Regions from separate parts of the Mus musculus genome. Here region 2 is linked to region 1. The links are chromatin contacts, called in public promoter capture Hi-C maps. All regions are on one chromosome and are shown on one strand. The core of a region is the stretch at or near the end of the contact, and the rest is flanking DNA. Distances in the headings are between cores, read along the strand shown.

What was found. Promoter capture Hi-C pulls out the DNA fragments that hold promoters and counts their contacts.
Region 2: a contact with region 1 is called in a promoter capture Hi-C map of embryonic stem cells. The contact joins the promoter of Lamb2 here to the promoter of 1700102P08Rik in region 1. A contact is called at or near these places in 16 of 39 promoter capture datasets (the 3T3-L1 cell line, 3T3-L1-derived adipocytes, the C10 cell line and 12 more), 1 of 15 datasets of contacts at CTCF or cohesin (large pre-B cells), 10 of 484 Hi-C or Micro-C datasets (bone marrow-derived macrophages, cerebellar granule neurons, cerebral cortex and 5 more), 27 of 115 datasets of contacts at active chromatin or transcription factors (the 230-238 cell line, the SCID.adh cell line, bone marrow-derived macrophages and 19 more) and 5 of 9 other capture datasets (adipose tissue, embryonic stem cells, liver and 2 more).

What each region holds. Positions count from the first base shown.
Region 1 is chr9:108,391,159-108,394,971 of GRCm38.p6, forward strand. 1700102P08Rik (RIKEN cDNA 1700102P08 gene) reads left to right here and starts at 1,676. Exons shown (of 4, transcript NM_053216.2): 1 at 1,676-1,701; 2 at 2,077-2,481. The coding sequence starts at 2,081. Usp4 (ubiquitin specific peptidase 4 (proto-oncogene)) reads left to right here. Exons shown (of 22, transcript NM_011678.2): 22 at 521-1,371. The coding sequence ends at 679.
Region 2 is chr9:108,477,883-108,481,695 of GRCm38.p6, forward strand. It overlaps Lamb2 (laminin, beta 2), which reads left to right and starts at 1,980. Exons shown (of 33, transcript NM_008483.3): 1 at 1,980-2,092; 2 at 2,176-2,261; 3 at 2,396-2,568; 4 at 2,656-2,791; 5 at 2,874-2,947; 6 at 3,352-3,540; 7 at 3,622-3,685. The coding sequence starts at 2,177.

The sequences.
Region 1 (3,813 bases), core at 426-2,925:
TGCTAGGGCTCTGAGTGGAGCAGAGGGGACTGCCATTCATCCTAGATCTTTCCTAACGGAGAAGCTCAGTTTTCCTAGAGGTATCACAGTGCATCTATCTGCATTTGCTAGAGCCATGGCAGGGGCATCAGGAAGCAGCTAATAAATAAAGGTGGCAGGTTCCCGAGAGTACAGCTGTCCACTCAGTCACTCAGTGAGTGTGCTTGTTTATTGAGATAGTATCTCTATATCTCTGCCTGCTCTGAAACTCATTTTGTAAGTTTGTAGCCTCAAACTTAGGGTAATTCTCCTACCTCTGCTTCTTGAGTGCCGGTATTACAGATATCCATCCCCACATTCAGTTTAAGATTGCTTTTTTTTTTTTTTAAGATAGGGTTTCACTCTGAAGCCCAGGCTGGCCTTGACCTTGGAAAAAGAATCCTCCTGTCAGGCCCCCCTCGCCTTGCTGGGATCACAGGTGCTAGGAAAGGGGTGGGGTGAGTTTATTATCAGTGAATGGACCCCATTCCTTGTGTTTTAGACGAAAGCCGCCTACGTGTTGTTCTATCAGCGTCGGGATGACGAATGCTCCAGCACATCTTCGCTCGGCAGTTTCCCCGGTTCTGATGGAGGGGTGAAGCTGAGCAGCTCACACCAGGGCATGGGGGATGAGGAGGCTTACAACATGGACACCAACTGATGTGGCCTCTGTGACCCTGCCACCCTCCCAACACCAGCATCCTCCCCCAGGAGAATATCTGTGGCACTCTTGAAGACTGCTCATATCAATCTCAAACCAGATGAGGACATTACCTCCTTTTATGAGAAGAGGAAGGAAAGAGAAACCCTGCTTTCTGAGAAGGGCTCTATGTTAAGAGGCTGGATTATTTTTTCTTTTAAACGGGTGGTGAGAGAAAAACCTGTGGAGCTCAATTGTGGGCTGGGGTTTGGTGCACAGTGGCATGTGTCTCATGGATTCCAAAGAGTGGAGAGGAAGACCCTGCAATGAGCATGGTGCAGCCATGAAGACCCACCTGCAGGGCTGCTCCGAACTGGGTTTTGGATTCTGGTGCCCACACTGCTCACCCCAGTAGTCTGGCCACAGTAAACCAAGCCTCCAGCAAATTTGATGTTGTCCTCTAGTTCTTTGCTGTTCATTGAGATGGGCTTATAGTTTTCTAAACTGTCTCTGAAACCCGTTTCTATTCTCTTGTTCTCTCAGAATTTTCCAGCCGCCTTCCCGGTTATGAAATGAAGTTAGTATTGGGCTATTGTTTTCAGTTTCTCACAGACTCCTAGAAGTTCTGTTTTGTCCCCCACTGCCCTTGATAAAGTGATTCTATGTGGAACTTTCATTAGCTCTCCCTTAAAAGAAGTCTATTCATAAAACTGGGTGCAGTGTGTGGCATTGTTTCTCCACGTTAGCTTCAGAAGAACACAATGGGTATTTTTCAGATCTCCAAACATTCTAGTTAATAAGGTTTAAGAAAATACTTTTTCGGTAATAGACCCTCTCCAGACCGGATTCTCTTCCTTAACCCTTCCCTTACTCCCCTAGTGGCAAAGCCGGCAACCTAACAGGCCAGCTCTAGGGCCTTTGTTCCCATTGGGGTCATGTGAGTCTTCACCTCGACCTTTAACCTAGTAGGTGGGGGTTGGGAATCGCTGGTCTTGGAACGTGGACTCAGTGACCGTTGGGCACTCTTGTGCGGCAACGGCTGGGTGAGGACTCAACGGGGCCCCGTCCTGTCTAGGCTGGCCATAGTTTGGGGGCCCAGACAGCAACTGGGCGCAGTAGTGGGTGGAGGGAAAAGGCTTAGCGGCCTACAGGCTAAGGAAGCTCTGGGCGGTGAGGCGGGGCGTCTCGGGCCCTCCCCCGTGACCCTGGGTCCTCTGAGAATCCCGTGACCCTGGGTCCTCTGAGAATGGCGGGTGATCCGCCCCTCCGAGGAAAAGAACGAAGGATGATGTTGTATAACCGTAGGTCATACTCGAAATCGAGGTTGAATCCCAGCCTCCTGTATAGAAGCATCATTTTCCCGTTGCTCCGTGCATTTACAATTATCACTTAATAAAAGAAAGCATGGTCGCTTTTAGGGAAATGTCTGAAAAACTACGAAGATGCAGAAAGGAGCTGACTGCTGCTATAGACCGAGCCTTTGAAGGAGTCAGGCATTCTCAGGAGTGCACAGCCCAGCAGAGGCTGGACGCCCCGTCGCTCACCTCCCAGCCGGTACACAGGCTCCTCTGCAGAAACCCACTGGCTGCCTGCCCCTCTGCTGCCCCATACTCTGGTGCCTCGTGTGCTCCTGAGAGTGAGAACCCGGCCTTCGGGACACACCATATTCCGGTTAATTCAAAACTTCAGCAGCCTCTATACCCCAAAAGGAAACCTCTGACCAGCAAGGAAAATGTCTTGATGCAGTCTTCCATTTTGGCACGTGACAGACAGTTTTGGAGAGCTGCAGGTGATGGGGAAGACTGGAGAAAAGATAGTTTAAGGTGATTTTAATTCGATAGCTTTCTAGAAACCGTTGTTTGTTTAAAAAAACAAACAAACAAACAGCACTCGGGAGGCAGAGGCAGGCAGATTTCTTGAGTTCGAGGACAGCCAGGGCTATACAGAGAAACCCTGTCTACAAACAAACAAAAAAGTTGAAGATCTCAGATCTAATGACTAAGCTAGCCTCCTCTTTGGAGCGTTGACTGTACACAAGAAATTCATGGTTTTTAGAATGTGGGCCGGCAAACAGTTTTTATGTGTTTAGGTTGAAAGCCTGGTTATTTTCCAAACAGTCATCGAAACTACTGTACCAAAGGGTAATAGGTGTTGAGCTAGTTTTAAATTGTGGGTAGTGCGAAGGACTGAATCCAAGGCCTCACACATGCTGGGGCAGGCACTCCCGCTGATCTACAAGCCTTTGCAATGTTTTGTCTGGTTTGATACTTTAAGGATTTTCCCTAAGTTTTTTTAATGTTTGTCTTTTGTACATGTAGATGTTTTGCCTGCAGAGGCCAGAAGGCTGTGGCATCACATCCCCTGGAACTAGAGTTACTGACAGTTGTTAGGTACCAGGTGGGATCCTCAGATCTGGAAGAGCAGCCAGTGCTGCCCTCTCAACCACTGAGCCAGCCATACTCCAGCTGCCAATTTTTTCTCATTTTAAAAATTCTATGTGTGTGTGTATAGCCACAGCATGCTTACAAAAGTCAAAGGGAACCTTTCAGGAGTGGACTCTGCCCTGTGGGTTCAGGGAGCCAACTCGGGTTGTCATACTCGCAAAGACCCAAGTGTAAGAAATGTAGGCGTGAACTGTCAGCCCTGCAGAAACCTGGTTTAAACACAAAAAATAATGTGCAGCGTTGTAATAACATGTTCAGAGACCGGGCATTGGCTTTTACCGTCCTTTCCCACACCTAAGTCTATGGCTAGGCCCTGCTTCCTGGATTTACCTTGTTTTTGTTTCACCCATCTTAAAAACCTTTTGGCAGCTGGGTGGTGATGGCACACACCTTTAATCCCGGCCCTTGGGAGGCAGAAGAGGTAGACCTGAGATTGACTGAGGCCAGCCTGGTTTATAGTTCAGGACAGCCAGGGCTACACAGAGAAAACTTGTCCCTGGGGGCTGGGGGGTGCTTTTGGACTGTCTCCTTTAGGCCTATTAAGTAAACAAACTGCCTGATCCCAGGCATCCTGACCTAGATCAGGGATGATTGCATGAGATGGGACATAAATGTCTGGTCATCTTGCCTATCCCAAAATCAAGAAATTGAGAAGCCATTTAACTGCAAATATATGTATTGGTTTCATAAAGATGAATGCAGCCTGTAATG
Region 2 (3,813 bases), core at 730-3,229, 87 kb after region 1:
GCAGGAAGACAGAGTCCACATCTGACCCTGCCTCACCAACTCCAGGATATCCAGGCCACAGCAAGCTTCACAGACATCCAGGTCTGGAAAACATTGTTTTATGCACTAAGGCTCTGGGATATGGCTGCCCTGCAAATAGCCATTCGGATCATCCAGTGTGTCTTTGTGGCTACATGTTGACTTGTGTATGTATGTCTGTTCAGAGTGGAAGGCAGAGGTGGGTGGTCTTGATGCTATTGAGGCGTACTCACAGGGCTGAACAGACTTTCCAGGGGAACGCTAGTAAGCTGGCGAGTGTTTCACAGTTGCCTGGGCACGCAGCTCAAGTGCTACAGTGTGCCTGGCATCCATGAATCCCAAGCCTTCATCCCCTGAATATCATGCACATGTCGGGGCACACACATCTCTTACTAAAGAAGAACCAGGAGGGGTGAGTTCAAGGTTAGCCCTAGAAACAGGAGATTCTGTCTCAGAAATAAAAAACAAAACGGACAGCTGGGCATGGTGGCGCACGCCTTTAATCCCAACACTGGGGAGGCAGAGGCAGGCAGATTTCTGAGTTCAAGGCCAGCCTGGTCTACAAAGTGAGTTCCAGGACAGCCAGGGCTATACAAAGAAACCCTGTCTCGAAATAAATAAATAAATAAATAAATAAATAACCCTGTCTCTAAATAAATAAATAAATAAATATGACTCTATGATGTCCCTCATTGGCCGTCTAACCTTGAGACTAGAACTATCATGTAACTCCCTCTAATGCCCTTAGCCCCATCCTGCCCCTTTATCGAGTGATCTAAAATTCTGACCTATCACCTCTAGCATACCAGAGCTTCCCTAGATTGCTCACAGGACTCCTCTAGGTGACAGGAGAGTCTACTCTAGTGACAGGGAAAATCAGCGGATTGACTGCCCCGCCCCCATCCTCCTTTGTGAGGCGGAAAGTTTCCTCTGAACTTTCAGCTTTCCCACAGGCGCCTGCAGCTTCCAGTAATCTTTGCTTGATCTCCAGCAGTCTGTTCATAGCGGTGGCACTCAAAGCAAGCCGTACGGACCTGAACCCACCCTCTTCCCGCCTGAAGTCCCAGGGGTCTGGGTGGGGCGCGCGCCTAGTGGGTGCGCGCATTCCAACCCTCCGCTCCCGGGCTGCCAGGCGACTGGAAAGTCCGGCGTGGATAAATAGTCACAAGATTCGGATTCACTTGTTGCTGGTGGTCCAGAGTCTGTCACCCAGAACCCATCCTCTGGGTAACTGAGTAGCCACAGCCCATTTTAATCAGGAAACAGGCAACCTTTCTCGCAACCCATTTGCTGGAGTGCTTATGGACGGTCGAGTTCCTCGGAGTTCTGTTTCAGGCAGTAGTGCGTGGCCTTTCCAGTATCTCCGAGAGCTCAGTCCTAGTCTATCCTTTGGGGCGTCCTAAACCTTTCCACAGGTACAATAGAATTCTAGCTTGCACCTTTCCCATCCATCTCCCGACTGATGCTGTAACCCTGGGAGCCCCGCGGCTGATTTGTGGTTTCCATAGTGACACCAGGACAAAGGCCATAAGCTCCTTCCATCTGCCTTCCTGATACACAAAGATCACAAACCTCTCGATTTACCTCTGCCACCCGCCAACTCCACGAGCCCTCTTCCTGTCCCCTGAATGCCATGCTTGCCAGCAACCCCTGGTTCACATCGGGACTTAAGGGATCCGATGAAGATATGTGGACCAGGATGCTCTGTCTTTGAGCAGCCTACTCTAATTTCTTTTTGGATGCTCCCTTTTAGTTCCTCGAACTAAGCTGCTTCTTTGCTAAGTACACATCTGCTAAATAAACTTCAGCTTAAAAAGAAAGTGGATGAAGTAACCAAAGTCTGGTTCTTAGGATGAGGGTTGTCTGCAGCGGGCAGGGGTATGGTAGGGGGTGGGGTGCTATCCTCAGTTATAATCCTATTTTAGATCCACTCCGTGTTTTACTTCCTTCCCTTGCTTTCCAACTTTACTCAAAGTCGTCAGAGTCTCTCAGATTGTGGAGGAGTGACTGCTAGGTCCGACCCTGGACAGATTGAGGGCCTGGAGGGACACCAGCCCAGTACCCACACGGTCGGGTCAGCATCAGCCCCAAGGGAGGTGGTGGGCTTTCGTCTGTGGACTCTTTATCTCTCTTTATCTCTATTTTACTTTTCTTCAGGATGGAGTGGGCCTCAGGAGAACCAGGGAGGGGCAGGCAGGGACAGCCTTTGCCATGGGAACTTCGCTTGGGCCTACTTCTAAGTGGTGAGGGGGCCTGGTGAGGCCTAAGGTTGTGGGATGTGATGGTAGGTCCAGGGGTGGCAGGCTGTTCCCAGGGGCCCAAGGGATGGGGCTAGTCACCAGGAGTCCTGCTGAGCTGATTGACCCACTGTCCTCAGTGCTGGCTGCCACATTGGCCCAGGCCCCGTCCTTGGATGTACCTGGCTGTTCTCGAGGAAGCTGCTATCCAGCCACCGGTGACCTGTTGGTGGGCCGTGCGGACAGACTGACGGCCTCATCCACGTGTGGCTTGCATAGCCCTCAACCCTACTGTATTGTCAGTCACCTGCAGGTGCTTCTGGGGCCCCAGAGGAGAGGGCTGGGTCAGGGTGGGGTCGGCCCCAGCTAAGGTACCTATCCTACACTCCACCCAATCCAGGACGAAAAGAAGTGTTTCCTGTGTGACTCCCGACGTCCCTTCTCTGCTCGAGACAACCCAAATAGTCATCGGATCCAGAATGTAGTCACCAGCTTTGCGCCACAACGCCGGACAGCCTGGTGGCAATCGGAGAACGGTGAGCCCCTGAGTAGGTCATCAGGATGACTAGGGCTTGTAACCAGTAACCGCAGAACCTTGACCCCCTATTCCTGCTGCAGGGGTTCCAATGGTCACCATCCAACTGGACCTGGAAGCTGAGTTTCATTTCACCCACCTCATTATGACGTTCAAGGTGCCTGCGCGTCAGCGAACCCGCCTGATTTTGCTTTGCTTCTCAGTACCCCCTAACAGAGTCCTAGCTCTACAACGAAGCTTCCCTGAGCTCCTGTGTTGTGCTCTATGTGTGAAGCATGGTCACGTCCTGCATGGCTTCCATAGTTGAACACCTCTGCACATGCTCTCTTGTGCCCCATTCCTAGGCTAAGTCAGATACAGTCTCTCTGGGTCTCGTGGTATTTTAACCTGCCTGTCAGAGGTGGCTGTCCTCCCTGGTCTGATCATGGTCTGGCTTTCCTAGTCTTTCCCATGTGTCTGAGATGCTCAGCAGTGATCATGACTAAGCAGAGCTCTCCGTAACCTAGGCTGGACTGAAGTCCTGGTTCCTGCTAGTCAGACATGTCCTCCTTCCCCATCCAGACGTTCCGGCCTGCTGCTATGCTGGTGGAGCGTTCTGCAGACTTTGGCCGCACCTGGCACGTGTACCGATATTTTTCCTATGACTGCGGGGCTGACTTCCCGGGAATCCCACTGGCCCCGCCACGTCGCTGGGATGATGTAGTGTGTGAGTCCCGCTACTCAGAAATCGAGCCGTCTACGGAAGGCGAGGTAAGGGCTGGGACCCAGCTAGTGGGGTCTGTGATGGACGTGAAGCGAGGTTCATTATCTGTGGACTTCTTGCCCTGCTAGGTCATCTATCGTGTGCTGGACCCTGCTATTCCTATCCCAGACCCCTACAGCTCACGGATTCAGAGTGAGTGTTCTACTATGGAGATTGGCACAGTCTCAGTGTCCGGATGGGGACTATTTGGGGCCTCAGTAACTATTTTAGGTGCTTCCTAGGGCAAATGCCAAGCCCAGTTTAGCTCTGGGAGCAATAGA